2 separate regions of the Mus musculus genome follow, and region 2 is linked to region 1. The links are chromatin contacts, called in public HiChIP or PLAC-seq maps. All regions are on one chromosome and are shown on one strand. Each heading gives the region's core, a stretch centred on a gene start, on an enhancer-like site or on the middle of the called end of the contact. The rest is flanking DNA. Distances are from core to core; before and after follow the strand shown.

Region 1 (7,220 bases), core at 1,494-3,993:
CAGCACTTGGGAGGCAGAGGCAGGCAGATTTGTGAGTTCAAGGCCAGCCTGGTCAGCCAGGACTGCCAGGGCTACACAGAGAAACCCTGTCTTGAAAAAAATATGTGTGTGTGTGTGTGTGTGTGTGTGTGTGTGTGTGTGTGTGTGTGTGTGTGTGTATACATCTCAGACAGTAAATCTAGCAGTGTATCATCTCACTAAATTATACTAAGGATATAGAGAATATGTGTCCTCAGTGGGAAAAAAGAAAGCACAGAAAGTCTGGCAGCTAGAAAACACAGATCCTGTCTGACCTTTGCTCAGCTGTAAATTGTTTTCGATTAGTACAATTATTTATAGTGTTCTCTGTATAAAAATGAGTTTAAATCTACATATATTCTACGTAGTTGCTTCATTTGTATTTCTCTACAAATATATGTGTTACTTAAATTATTCAGAATAAACAGAATGATGTCTTCAGACAACATTAAAATCTGTAGCTGGTAATGTGCTGTTGAAATCAGTCAGTCTTCTTTCGAATCACTACCGTTCATAAAGTCAAACCTCTCCAAACTGGCAGACCTCACAGTCCTTTTTAAAAGCCCTGAGGTTAAGTTCCCTTGTGTAATTTAAGGCAAGCACATTCCCGTAAAAGCAACCCTATCCTCAAAACTCCATATTTTTCACTAGCTTTTTATAGCAGGTGTCCGAATTAAAGTATTTTTACAGCCTAACTCCTCCTAGCACCTTAAATCTGTAAAGGGTGGCTACCAAGTGGCCAGAAAGATAATGATCTTCTGGGTAAGACAGACTGATACTAACACCTGCCTAAATTACAACAAAATAGAATATGTTAGGAAATGTATTTGCTATTGTACCAATACCTAATTTATTCTCTTTCTAACATCTTTTCCCAAAGCCAGTAAATTGTGTGCTGTGAAATGGGACTGAAACAGAACTAGCTGTATTCACTGTAAAGGATAACAAAAAAAATCTAAGCAACTCCCTCCCCTAAAAAGTACAGCAGTGTAGACAAACTGAAATACAGTTCAAGTTAATATGATACTAGAATTAAGTTATGATTACTATTTGTAATGTTCACACTCCCTCTAGGATGATGTATCTGTTTCTTTCTACATGATCTCAATCCATACAGAAGAGGCATTTATTCCATTTTATAAAGCATGTTATACCAGAACTGTCTAAATGCTGGCCTGCAGTCTCCATTAACCTTCACCATGATGCACAAGAGAACAAACCGATCACTCAATAAAAAAGTATCCCCTAGATGTTGGAAAACTGAAGCCAGGGATGAAATGACTTTGCACACAGGGCCCCAAGTCTAATTTTTTACCTGGTAACCACACATGATCTCTCAACTTGGGTACTACTGACTGACATTTTGAACAAGATCATAGTTGCTCCACATAGCCCCAAATTCCAGTACTTGGAAAACATCAGAGTCCCCACAAGCAAAAGCAATAGGCAACACAAAATGTGGTTTTTAGAAAGGGAAGGTATAAAAATTTAATCAATGCAAAATGTTCATTTAAAAAGAAAAAGAAAAAAGTTTTTTACACCACCCGTAACTCAAACATTTTCTTTTTAAACGGGGAAGGCAACACCCAAAGACTAGATAATTTTATCTGTCTCAGCATTCTACTTATTTAACGGCCCAAGTTTTTAATGCCTTCTTCCCTGAAAGAAGTAAAGGTAATTTTATACTACCGTAAATACCTGCGACTGAGCTCTATGACTGGGGAGGAATTTTAATAGCATGGATACTGATGTATCCAAGCAGAGGCAGAAGACAGGTCACAGCCATGAATTAAGACTATTAGGGCCCAGTCCTAGTTCCCGAGAAATCACAGAGGATACACCTCCGAAGGGGGCACACAGGCACCAGGAGATAACCACACCTCTGGTCTAGTCTCCCTAAAGAACTCCCTTCATAAACACTCATCATCCTAGGAGCCTGGGAGTGTCTCCAGAGGGGTGCCTACTGCTTCTGAGTCGACGGGGGCGTTCGTTCGCGCGGAACCGGAGCCAGGAGTTGGGGAGCCACAGACACTGGTCCCAGTTTCGATGAATCGGGTCCCTTCGGGTAGGACCTATAGTCGTCTCTCCCCATTCCCTTCACCCATGGCCCTCCATCATGCTACATTCCGGCAAGCTGCGGTTCGGAGTTCCCGGGGCGCGCCCCCACGCAGACCCAAACCCCAAAAGTCCCCCACCCCCGCAAGAGCTGACCAGGGGTGAACGCGGGCCACGACCCTCGGCGAGTCCTGCGGTCCGGGCTGTTGCGGCGCCAGAGGCCGTCGGCGCGCAGGCCGCGGGGCCATAAACAGGATGTCGGCGGAGCGGGCCGCTGTTAGCGGAGCGGCCCTCCCTCGCCTCCCGGCAGCCCCGCCGCCTGGAAATCCCCGCCCCGGCCGCCCTGGCCGCTCGGCCGCCCGGCTCCGCGCCCCTCTCACGGTCCCCGAGCTGGCCACGGCGGTCTCCACCTCCCCACCGGGACACTCACCACTTCCGTGTGCGCCGGGCCGCGCGGCTCCTTGGCGCAGGGTCGATCTGGGTCAGGAGTCTGGCAGGCAACTCAGCCTGCCGTGCAGGGTCCGGCGTGGACACCCGCGGCTAAGGAGAGGCACCGAAAGGACGAGCGAGGCTGGGCGCGGACCCCGCGGCGCGTCAGCGGCTGCCGGCTACTCCGCGGCTGCGGCGGCCTGCGCTCTAAAAACGCACCGGCGCCCCGCCCCTCCAACTCTGAACGATCACGCCCCTTGTACGGCCCAGCCCCCGTGACGTCAGAAGCTGCTCCTACAATTGGACAGAGCCAAGACCCAAGACTGAGGACCTTGGAGTCCCCGCCTGCCCAGGCTCGCACTCCAGCAAGTGTCTCCGCTCGCTTCCGCTTACCAAGTAGCTTGTGAGAATTGAACTCAAACTGGACATACTGGCACACTTCTTTAATCCCAACACTCCGGGAGGCAGAGACAGGTGGATCTCTGTGAAATGACCTGTCCCCCCACCCCGCCAAAAAAAAAAGAAAAAGAAAAAAAGAAGAGAAGAGAAGAGAAGAGGGGAGGGGAGGGGAGGGGAGGGGAGGGGAGGAGAGGGGAGGGGAGGGGAAGGGAGGAGAGGAGAGGAGCGATGAAATCACTCACGCAGGGAATAAGAATTTGCCCTCTGGAGCAACCTGTGCCCTTGGAGGCATTATCCGTGCCCTGTGTGTTTACATCTGCCCCATCCCAGCCACTCTAGAAGATGGTTCTGGAAAGACTTGCCTAGCAAGAACGAAAGTCACTTTGTCAGTTGTTGCGATAAAATATTTGACAAAAGTAATTTAAGGAAAAAAGAGTTTATTACCCTGTACAGTTGGAGCGAACACAGACCATCATGATGAGAAGTCGTGATGACAGAAACTTGAGGTGGAAAGTCACATTGCGCGCATGCTCAGGAAGAAGAGAGGATGAATTCTTGTGTTAGCTTTCTCCTGGGTATTAAATCCAGGACCACAGTCCATGGAATGGTTCTGCCCACAGATAAAGTGGATCTTATCTCCATTACCCTAATCTAGATAATCCTCAAGGGCACAGCCAAGGGGATAGACTAGTCTACAGAATCCCTGCGCAAAGCAAGTCTTCTAGGAGACCCTAATCTAGGTAATGTTGAAGGGCATGGCCAAGGGGTAACCTAATCTAAACAATCCCTCACAGGTATAGCTGATCTCCTAGGTGATTCTAATAGTCAAACTGACAATACTAACCATCATGAGGACTTAACCAGAAACAAAACCTCCGGCTTCCACGAGTTTCTTCAGGCCCAGCCTCTGTTCTGTGGTGTAAGAGCTCCAAAAGGAGCAGGGGAGAGAAACAAACTATGGAAAAGAGTAATAAGAATTAACATCCATTCCTACCTAATCTGTGTCCAGTGCTTTTGAGTTTTCATTATCATAATCTTTCACAGTAGGTTTGTTCAGTCTTATCCTATCCACAAAAACAAAATAAACAAACAAAACCCTGTAGCTCTCAGGTGTCTTCCATTCTGGCATCTTAAACTTGTGGGGTGTTTGCCAGAGAAGACCTGATCAGACATGGGCTTAAGCCTTTAGAAAGACTTTCTTAGCTGACCAGCAACTACAGTGGGTGTTCAGGATCCCAGTGTAGACCGGAGTCTTTCTCAGGGTGAGCTTGTAAGCACAAGAACCATGCCCTGGGTTGACATACTTCAGTTAACAAGAACAGTTAGCCAGACGCAGAGCTACAGATGCCAAAAAGCAAGGTTAGCACACTCAGAGACTTTCCCAGAACCATGGCCTTTGATGGATTGGGCCTTTGTTTTCATTTTTAGCAGGTGGTAGTGTCTACGTGGTGAGTTTTATACCCTGAATAGCACTTCCATCATGGAGTCCGTTGTGCTAAGGTCTAGGGCCCTGTTACAAACCTGTGGTTTTTTTCATGATTTAGTGTGGGGTGCTCACAAAATTGTCATTAAGTAAAAGGTTTCTAAAATGTGTAACAACCCGAAGATAATTTAAAAATCAAACATAATGAATCTGAGGTATTTCTAGCCATGCCTGCCCATTGTGTCCAACTATGTCATTGCAGCCTTGGTTCTGAACACACACTTGGACCTGTAAGGACTGTCACAACACACACTGCCAGCAAGCAACACCTGAAGCACTTTGGCTCAGATGCACCTGTTATGAATTGTACTGTCTGTGTGTCTGTCTGTCTGTCTCTCTATTACTATATATAGAAAGCTTGCTGTTCTTATAAAAACATTTGTTATGACGAAGACTTTCAGTAATATTTCTCCCCTTGTTGCACACCATGCATCCAACTGCATATGTTTGGATTGAATTCTGTTAAAATGATTTCTTAAATTTGCTGCTTACAGGCTGCTGGGATGGCAAGATTATCACCAGGCCTGACAATCTGGCTTAATCCCCAGAACCCACATCATGAACCAAAAGATCTGACCACCAAAAGTTGTCTTTTAACCTCCACATGTGTGACATTACACATGACTGCCCCCACCCACAAATAAATAAATGTTAAAATTAAATTAAATAAAAAATAAAAGTCCTGTTTCAGTTGCTCAAGTTTCACACACAGAAACCAAAGTTTATCTTGCTTTGAATTTCAATTAGGACAGGATTCCCAGCAATTTCTGAAATGACATAAACATACTTCTGTGACCTTGTGATATCAGTGCAAAGAGGGGTCCTTAGCACCAGTGGTGACACAGACAAACATCAGTCAACTCTGAAAGACATCGAAGGTGCTCCGAGTTTACAGCATCAAATATTCAGCTATTTAATTTGTTGTTTAAAAACAAGCAAGCACATCTGTTCTGATAAGTGTTTGTCAGCGTGATGCGAACTTCAGTAATCTACGAAGAAAGAACCTCAGTTGAGAAAACGCCGCCACCAGATTAGCCTGTAGGCAAGGGTGTGAAGCATTTTCTTGGTTGATGATTGATGCGAGGGGACCAGCCCTCTGTAGGCAAGACCCCTGTGCAGGTGGTCCTGGAAGTTATAAGAAAGCAGACTGAGGAAGCCATGAGGAGCAAGACAGTAAACAGTGCTCCTCAGTGTTCTCTGGTTCATTTCCTGCCTCTAGGTTCCTGCCTTGACTCTCCTCTGTAATGGATCCTAATCTGTAAGCTAAAATAACCGTTGCTCCCTCAAGTTGTCTTTAGTCAACGTTTTATCATAGCAAAGAAAACATCAGTTTGATTAGTGAGAAAACTCACTTTTTAAATAAATGATAAAATTATATATGTGTGTGTATAAATATCAAAATTACTTTCAAAACACAATTCTTTTATTCTTCGTTTTTTAATTGGATATTTTATTTATTTACATTTCAAGTGTTATCCCCTTTCCTGATTTCCCCTCTGCAAGCCCCCATCCTATTCCCCCTTACCCTGCTTCTCTGAAGGTGTTCCACCCACCCAGCCACCCACTCCCACCTCACTGCCCTAGCATTCTCCTACACTGGGGCATCAAGCCTTCACAGGCTGAAGAGCCTCCCCTCCTATTGATGCCAGCTAAGGCTCCTTCAGTCCCTTCAGTCCTTCCCCTAACTCCTCCATTGGGGTCCCTGTGCTCAGGCCAATAGTTAGCTACAAGCAGAGCATCCGCATCTGTATTGGTCAGGATCTGGCAGAGCCTCTCAGGAGACAGCTGTATCAGGCTCTTGTCAGCTAGCACATCTTTGGCACCAGCAATAGTGTCTGGGTTTGGTGTCTGCATGTGGGATGGATCCCCAGCTGGTGCAGTCTCTGGATGGCCTTTCCTTCAGTCTCTGCTCCACTCTTTGTCCCTGTATTTCCTTTAGACAGGAGCAATTAAAATTAAAACTTTGGAAATGGGTGGGTGGTCCCATTCCTCAACCCAGGGGCCATGCCTAACCTCTGGATATGGTTCTCCCTCCCTTTTGTGGGGCATTTCAGCTAATGTCATCCCCGTGGGGTCCTGGGAGGCTCTTGCTTTCCTAGCATCTGGGACTTTCTGGTTGCTACCCCCAGTTCCCCATTCTCCATTGCTACACACCTCTGTTCAATTTCCTGACCCTCTGTACATCTCCTCCATCTCCTCCAACACCTGATTCTTCCCCTCTTTTTCCCTTCCCCCTATTCTCTTCCTCCCAAGTCCCTCCCAGCCTCTACTTCCCTTGATTATTTTGTTCTACCTTCTAAGTAGGACTGAAGCATCCACTCTTTGGTCTTCCTTCCTCTTGAGCTTCATGTGGTCCATGAGTTGGTTCGTGGCTATTCCACACTCTTCGCCTAACATCCACTTATCAGTAGGTACATACCAGGTGTGTTCTTTTTGTGACTGAGTTCCCTCACTCAGGATGATGTTTTTTAGATCCATCCATCACTGAGGTACATTTCCTGTATGCAGCAAAATGCTCGGTCCTGTTTACATATCCAGTCTGTTAGTCTATGTCTTTTTATTGGGGAATTAAATCCATTGATGCTGAGATATTAAGACATAGTGATGAAGAAACCGACTTATTCCATGACAAAACCAAATGTGCACAATATCTTTCCACAAAGGATAATCGATGGAAAACTCCAACACAAGGAGGATAACTATACCCTAGAAAAAACAACAAACGCAAAAGAAGATAGCCACACAAACATAATTGCACCTCTAACAACAAAAAGAACAGGAAGCAATAAAATTCTTTAAGTATACAATTCTTAATGACCTGTTATCGGTAAATGTT
Region 2 (7,220 bases), core at 2,829-5,328, 180 kb after region 1:
TGAGATTACAATCACGTGTTACCTTGCTTGGCTTTTTATGTGGGTGAGCACCACTGAACTTACCTCTTCGGCCTGTTGTTATTTGTGGTTGGTTCTGTGTGCACCTGTGTACTGTGGAGGTCAGAAACAGTTTGTATGTATGGATCCCCTCCACCACAGGTCAGGCTTAGCAGTAAAGCCCTTTACCCAAGATTTTCTAAAATATATTTTTCTAAAGCTTTCACATGTGTGTGTGTGTGTGTGTGTGTAATTTTTTTCTCCCCCTCTTGACCGTCTTCTCTAAGACTTTTAAAGTGTTTTTAGTTTTTTCAGACAGGGTCTCACAATGTTGCCTTGGCTAGCCGTAGGCTTAGATTTTTCAAAACCTACTTTTATTAGGGTTCTTTAGCACTCCAACCTCTCTTCTAGCCCCGATACCCAGAGGTAGGGGAAAGAAAGGTTAGTAAGAAATGGGGTGTGGACCTGTTTAGAGGAAGTTCTCTGGGGAGATCCCAGTGTTTGCTGTCAGGATATTCAGAAGAAACTGTGGGGCCCTGCCGAGTTAGTGCGAGTCTGTGGAAGCGGCAAGAAGCAACCAGAGTATCATGGGAAGTTCTTTGGTGAATTACTCTCTATGAAGTCATGACAAGCTAAGACCAGCTACGTGGTGCAAGGTGAACCATTGCCAAAGCCTGGTCACTCTGTCTGTGGGGTCATCTTTATATTCTTTCTAGACATCACAGGTCCTCTTACATGTCTGTATGATAGGACACAACTGAATCTCCAAAGAAATCAGGAATTTTCATTTCAGTGACCTGGAACTTAGCTATGTAGACCAGGCTAGCCTGGAACTCAGAGATCCTCCACCCTCTGCCTCCTGGCTGCTGGAATTGAAGGTGTTTATCACCATGCCTGGCTCACGTGTTTTCTTTAGCAAAGTAATATGAAGGCTAAACAGTTCATAGGAGGACTCGGTATTTTCAAGTAAGTGCCTGAATAGTCTGCAGAGAGCAAGAACTAGTCTTTGGGATCACAAAGCTACAGTTTAGGGATGATCAGGCCTCTTAAGCCTGTGCGTGTTGGAACTACCATGTTTTGTTATCAGAATTTGCAGAGGGGATGCTACTAAGGGGAGCCTAGTTTCTTCTAGTTTTGTCCCTTTCACATTGCATTTGGTGCTTACAGGGTGTGCAGCCTTGAGAAGGAATTGGTCCCTTGCCAGGATCTTTCTTCAGCGGCATTGAATGGGTACAGAATGTTTGTCTTTAGTGATCCAGCTAGGCATCACAGGAAGTTGCTGTATGGTGGACATTTGACTAGCTTATCCTCTGAATCCAGTTTGTTCTCAGTCAGAACAAAGAGGCAGACAGACAGGCAGATCACACACACACACACACACACACACACAGAGAGAGAGAGAGAGAGAGAGAGAGAGAGAGAGAGAGAGAGAGAGAGGGAGGGAGGGAGGGAGGGAGGGAGGGAGGAGGGGGTGTTATTATCTAGCCCAAGATATAGAACATTACTGGTAAAAAATAGTACCTTTAAAATACCTGCTTCCCATCCTCCTCTTGACAGCCACTGCCCTATATCTTATAGCCTTAATTTCCCATATAGTGTTGTAATATGTAACCCATTGTTAAAATAATTTTGTCTGCTTTCAACTTTTGTATAACTGGTCAGATTCTTTAAGAAGAAAAACATACACCTTCCTTATATTAGGATTTTGTCAATATAAGGCAGGTGGGCATTGTATTACTTTTCTATTGCTGTGATAAACGTCATGACCAAGGCAGCTTATAGGAGGAAGAGTTTATTGTAGCTTATAGTTCCATTGAGATAAGAGTCCATGGCAGGAAGGCTTGGCAGTAAGCCATGGGCGTGGTAGCAGGAACGGGGGTGGGGTGGGGTGGGGTGGGGTGGGGGGGTGGGGGGGTGGGGTGGGGCTGAGAACTGACATCCTCAATCACAGGCCCAGAGCAGAGAGCAGACTGGAAGGAAGCAGGCAGGCAAGCCTTTGTACGTGTAATGCCCATCCCCTGTGACATCACTCCGTCAACAAGGCTCTATCGCCTAAATCTCCCCAAGTCACACCACCTAGTGTGTCGGGGTGGTGGTGGCATGGTACATGCCCTCCTGCATGTGGGAGGCCAGAGGACACCATGAGGGAATCTGTTCTCTCCACTGTATAGATCCTGGGCATCTCTCAGGTTGTCAGGCTTAGTGGTTTTACTGGTGGCACCATCTTGCCAGTCTTTTTGAGACAGGTAGCCTTAGGTAGCCTGGAACCCCCACTCTGTACCAGGCTGACCTTGAACTTGAACTTGTAGCATTCTAATTTTGACTCACAAGTATTAGGGTTAAAGGTGTGTGCTACTACATCTGGTCTTTGTAATTTAATTCCAGTAATTACTGACTTTTTTTTTTTCCCCAATGGTAGAAATTGCTGTTACATTTTGCTGTTGAAAGCTTTAAGCTTTGAGTCAGGCCAAGTGGTCCCTGGTGCAGGGTCCGGCATCTAGCACATCCCAGATCAGTGAGTTCTTAGTGGAATCACAGCCACAAGACCAGCAACCATATCCGGTCCTAGACAGTACCAAGTGTCCCTACGCAGCACCTTCCCTAGAAAGAGGCATTTTCTTTTCATTTTACAGATGCTCACAATGGGCTCTGCAAGCTGCCCATTTGCAGCTGGCTGGCTGGCATATTTGACCACAGCAATCTACTAGTTGCTTCCATGAATGTGCACAACTGTAAAACCTCAAACAAATGTGAGCTAACAGAACTCAGAAGCATGAATTTTGGAACGATGACCCAGTTGGCTGAAGCTCTGTAGATATCAGTTTAAAATTTTAGCCAGAAAAGTGGAACACGTTTGTAATCCTGACACATAGGAGGCTGGAGCACATGGATTTCAAGATAGAGGCCACTCTGTGTAACTTAGAGATACCCCATTTCTATCTGGCATCACCCTCCCCTGTGTGGAGGGAGGGAGGGAAGGAGAGAAAGGGAGGGAGGAAGGGAAGGAGAGAATGAATGAATGAATGAATGAATGTAATAGTGTGTGTATTCAATCTTTGGACTTCTTGGGAATTTGGATAATAAAACATGCTGGCATTAGTTTTTTAAATGGGGACTTTTTCTTCTAAGTAACCTGGCCAGGGCAAGTACGAGCCAGTTTTGGGGGTGACCTGTTTTATGACAAGGTGCTCTGTTCTAGAGGACTTTCTTCATGGGCTAATCCTGATGGCTGTGGGTCTTCGTGGCAGGTAGAGGTTGAGAGCTATGTCATGTCAGGACAGTGGACATGTTGCTGTCATCCTGCAGGGGTGGGGGCCACAGCTGCCTGAAATCTTTGGGGCCCTATGCTGCACTTGAACCCTTCTCTCAGTCACATAGTGGGGTGAGTGCCTTCCCTGGGGTTATTTTAAGCTTGCTTTGAATCAAGCCAAGGGACACTCTCAAGGGACAGATGAAGGGCATCTTCCTGTGCTTCTGCTTCCTGCATCAAGCCTGGGACCCCATCAGCCTCCTTTGCTTGTGCCATGCCATTCTGCTTCAGTGTCACTGCCTTGCTCTGTGACATCCACCTGCTTAGTTAATGCTCTGCTATGCCACTGAAGTCTTTTGCTTTCCATGGAGTGCCATGACTACATTTTGAGTCGGTACCAGGCCCCCCAATCTAAGTAACTGGTCTTGGGTTTGGGGGTGACCTTTCTAAAGCTACTTTAAAGGCCATGCCCTCCGTATGTAGCCCCCTGTCTTATGGGTGTGCCTTCCACCTGTGAGTCTTGAGGATTCTCATGTATGCTGAGTGCCCCCATCACACAAAGTGTCTTCTCACTTCTTTCCTCTGGGCCTGTGGATGGCCAGGTGTGTAAGATGCTCAGTGATCTTGCACTTGTCTGTATGTGAGCCTCTGGGCTCACCCCCAGCACTGCTAGGATCAACACACCTGTTGGCCTTATAGCTGGCCACTTGTTCTGGTCATTCTCAGTGACTGGATCCTTTGAGTGAGATGTTATGTGGGATATGAGATAACAGCTCAGGGTCTTAGGCAACCCAGCAGGTCTCCACGGGAATGGTTGAGCCTTCTCCAGTCTTCCGGCCCTGTTCTCGTCATTGTCCATTGTCCTGGTGACCTCCAGTGCTTCTAAGCCTTTTGTGTCCCACCTCCCTCCTTATTTCAATCTTAACCATTCCTTTTCTTGTATTTGTGCTTGTGATATCTCAAAGAGTTGCTTTTTATAATCTCCTAGGCGTTTAAAAGCAATGCCTCATAGTAAAAACCAATATTAAATAAAGCACTATAATAGTTACCTTCATCCAATGCTACGCTCTCCTGTCAAGTCAGCTGGACAAGCCAAAAGGCTTAAAAGTCACTCATGACGCAAAAGAGTTTCAAGGAAGCTCTCCTCCTGGAGTCTAGTGTTCTCTACCCATACATTAATTTTTCATTCCCGCGTTCTATTACCACGTTAGTCTAGTGTATGGATCCACGTGCTCTCTTTCAGTATTTTCCTATTATAAGTGCTTTTTAAAATTGAATTCTGACATGGCTAAAGCCTTCTGCCAGTGTTCCAACAGTCCTAGAATGTCCTTGACCAAGATCAAGGGCTTGGAATTCAGTAAGATTATAAAAGCTAAGTCATTCCCTTACACAGGAATTTACCATCACTAAGGAAGAAGGAAGTTTCAGACCAAAGGAGAAACCAGAATAGAACTATAGCGAAGTTACACCCATACGAACGTATTTACAATGGCCTAAGGGGAAGGTGGACTATACAAGAGACTAAAATAGGAACTATGGCAAGGGCACGAAGCCCTTGACCCTGGCTTCTAAGATTAGTGAATCTTAGGTGGAGCCCTTGTTGATCCCAGCTGTTATCAATGAATTCTATCCCAGGTGGTTCCCATTAGACCTTTTGTGTTTGCATTCCTCTGTTTTATGGTTACCTCAATTGTACCTTGCGAATTTGTCCACCCAACTTCCTTATTGTCCTCTGCATAAAAAGTCTGATGCTCGATTCGAAAATTACACTCAGATTCCGCACGACCTCTCCTGTGTGTGTCTGTTTGTCATTCATCCACGCTTTGCCCACCCGTGTCAAGTAATCAGTTCCACGCAGACACAGGGACCAAGAGGGTCTGCGGCAATCCAAACTTTGTTACTGTGCCATGGATGATGAACCAGAAGGCTAAACTGCCAAGAGTGTATTAAATTCTTTTCCTCTCATATTTTGGAAAACAGATCTCATGTAGCCCAGTTTAGCCTACAGCTTGCTAATTGGACTTCTGGTCGTCCTCACTCCATCTCAGTGCTGGAATTATAGGCTTGTGCCAATGCAGTCATCTTTGAAGCCTTCTTGAGTGTTTCTTTTTCCTCTCTTTAACAGAAGTTGGTGACGTGGCAAAACAGTACCTAGAAAAAGGTCTTTTGGTTCCAGATCACGTGATCACACGCCTAATGATGTCAGAACTGGAGACTCGGAGTGCCCAGCACTGGCTGTTAGATGGTGAGTGGGTGATGGGCAGGCTGGACTTGGCCACCCTTGGTTGCTCTCATAATGTTTTTACAGTTTATTAGCTGTTCCTTTCCCCAACCCTATCATTGATTTAATATGATAATTTGGCACCGTGGAGCCTCTTAGTTTTCTATCTGCTGACCCTTACTGTGAAAGCTTTGACCAAGGGAGGCCTGTCATTGCCTTGGTTCACAATTCGGGGATGAACTCACACTGGGTATACCATGTTAAACTAGGAGGCTTCTTCATCATTGGCATTGCAATTGAGTTATCTTGTTTTTCCAGAGATCAACAGAGATAGGGTGTCTAAAAAAGTCTATATTGACTACATAGGAAATGGTTATAAAAATGGTAGCCTCGGTGGAGGGCATGCATCTTATCTCTGCACTTGAGGGGCTGAGGCAGGGAATTACAGCAAGCTGTAAGTCAGCCTGGACTATAATACATACTAGGCCACTGATAACAGAGTGGGGCCTTGGTGGGACAGTGTAGTGCGCTGCATATTTATGATCCAGCCATTCCATTCTGAATTTCTGCCAGGGCTGTGTCTTCAAGGACCCCATTTTTGGCAAATAGTTTAAAAGTTTGTTTCTTGTTTTAAGGTTTATCTATCTCAGCAAAGTAGAAATCTGTGTAAAGAAATGTTTTTTAAAAAGCTGCAAATTTATAAGAGAAAACATTTTTTTTCCCTCAAGGACACAACCTTTTACTGATGAAAGAGTTGGATTAGTATTTTTTAAAAAGGTGAGTTGGCTCTGGACAGATGGCCCAGTGGTTAGCAGTTGCTGGTCTTGCAGGTTCACTGCGAAGCACGGTAGCTCACATGAATCCAACTCCGATTCTAGGTGTTCCAGTCCTTTCTGGCCTTCCTGGGCACCAGGCATGTACATGGTATACATGTGAACATGCAAGAGGACACATTCACACACATAAAATATAATGGACATGCCCCTGGTGAAAAATGTGTGGATTAAAAAAAATATGCATTTGAGGGGAGGGGGATTGGGTAAATACAGAGTCAGTGCAGTGGGATTCAAAAAAGACAAAGGAAGTCCTTTTTTTTGTGTGTGTGCGTGTTGTTCAACTTTTTTTTTTTTGTTTTTTTTTTTTTGTTTTTTTTCAAGACAGGGTTTCTCTGTGTAGCCCTGGCTGTCTTGGAACTCTTTGTAGACCAGGCTGGCCTTGAGATCAGAAATCTGCCTGCCTCTGCTTCCCAGTGCTGGGATTAAAGGTGTCCACGCCACCGCCCGGCATTACTCAACTTCTGTGTCACTGACCAAACAGCCAAGGGAAGCATTTTAATGGAGAAAGACTTAAAATACCTTTAAGAGTTTCGTTATGGACTTTTGTACATAAATGTTTTGATCATATTTACTCTTCGTCTGTTGTCCCACTCCAGCTGACCCTCTCCACCCCCACCCCCGCTTCCCAACTCTTTTGTATGTGCCCGGGTGCGTTCCATTAAGGAGCATGGGTGAGGGCAACTTAACCACCAGCTGCTCCACTGAGGAAAATGTCTCTTCCTTCTGGAGCAGTCTGTATAACTGCCTCAGAGAGGGGCAGAGCCTGTGATCCTCCCCAGGACAGAACGCCGATGGGCCCGGTCTAGGCAGGTCAAAAGTGCAAAGGCCGTGCCATGCCTAGCTCTTAGGCTCCTCCCCCTATTTCAGTTAGGATTTCCACTGTGATCTCAAACACCATGACCAAAGGCATCTTGGG

The links. HiChIP or PLAC-seq counts read pairs in DNA pulled down with a chosen protein or histone mark.
Region 2: an H3K27ac HiChIP or PLAC-seq map of embryonic stem cells shows a contact between it and region 1, with 7 read pairs. The contact joins the enhancer-like site here to the promoter of Jak1 in region 1. A contact is called at or near these places in 5 of 39 promoter capture datasets (the 3T3-L1 cell line, 3T3-L1-derived adipocytes, liver and 1 more), 1 of 115 datasets of contacts at active chromatin or transcription factors (embryonic stem cells) and 1 of 9 other capture datasets (pancreatic islet).

The regions. Positions count from the first base shown.
Region 1 is chr4:101,262,539-101,269,758 of GRCm38.p6, forward strand. Jak1 (Janus kinase 1) reads right to left here and starts at 2,744. Exons shown (of 25, transcript NM_146145.2): 1 at 2,504-2,744.
Region 2 is chr4:101,441,788-101,449,007 of GRCm38.p6, forward strand. Ak4 (adenylate kinase 4) reads left to right here. Exons shown (of 5, transcript NM_009647.5): 2 at 5,373-5,492. Among named protein-coding and RNA genes, the nearest start is that of Ak4, 26 kb to the left of the region's middle. Within about 2 kb of position 4,079, at least 9 of the 459 cell types and tissues checked have an H3K27ac peak or open chromatin away from gene starts, as enhancers often do. A contact at or near this core is called in embryonic stem cells, where this site is marked.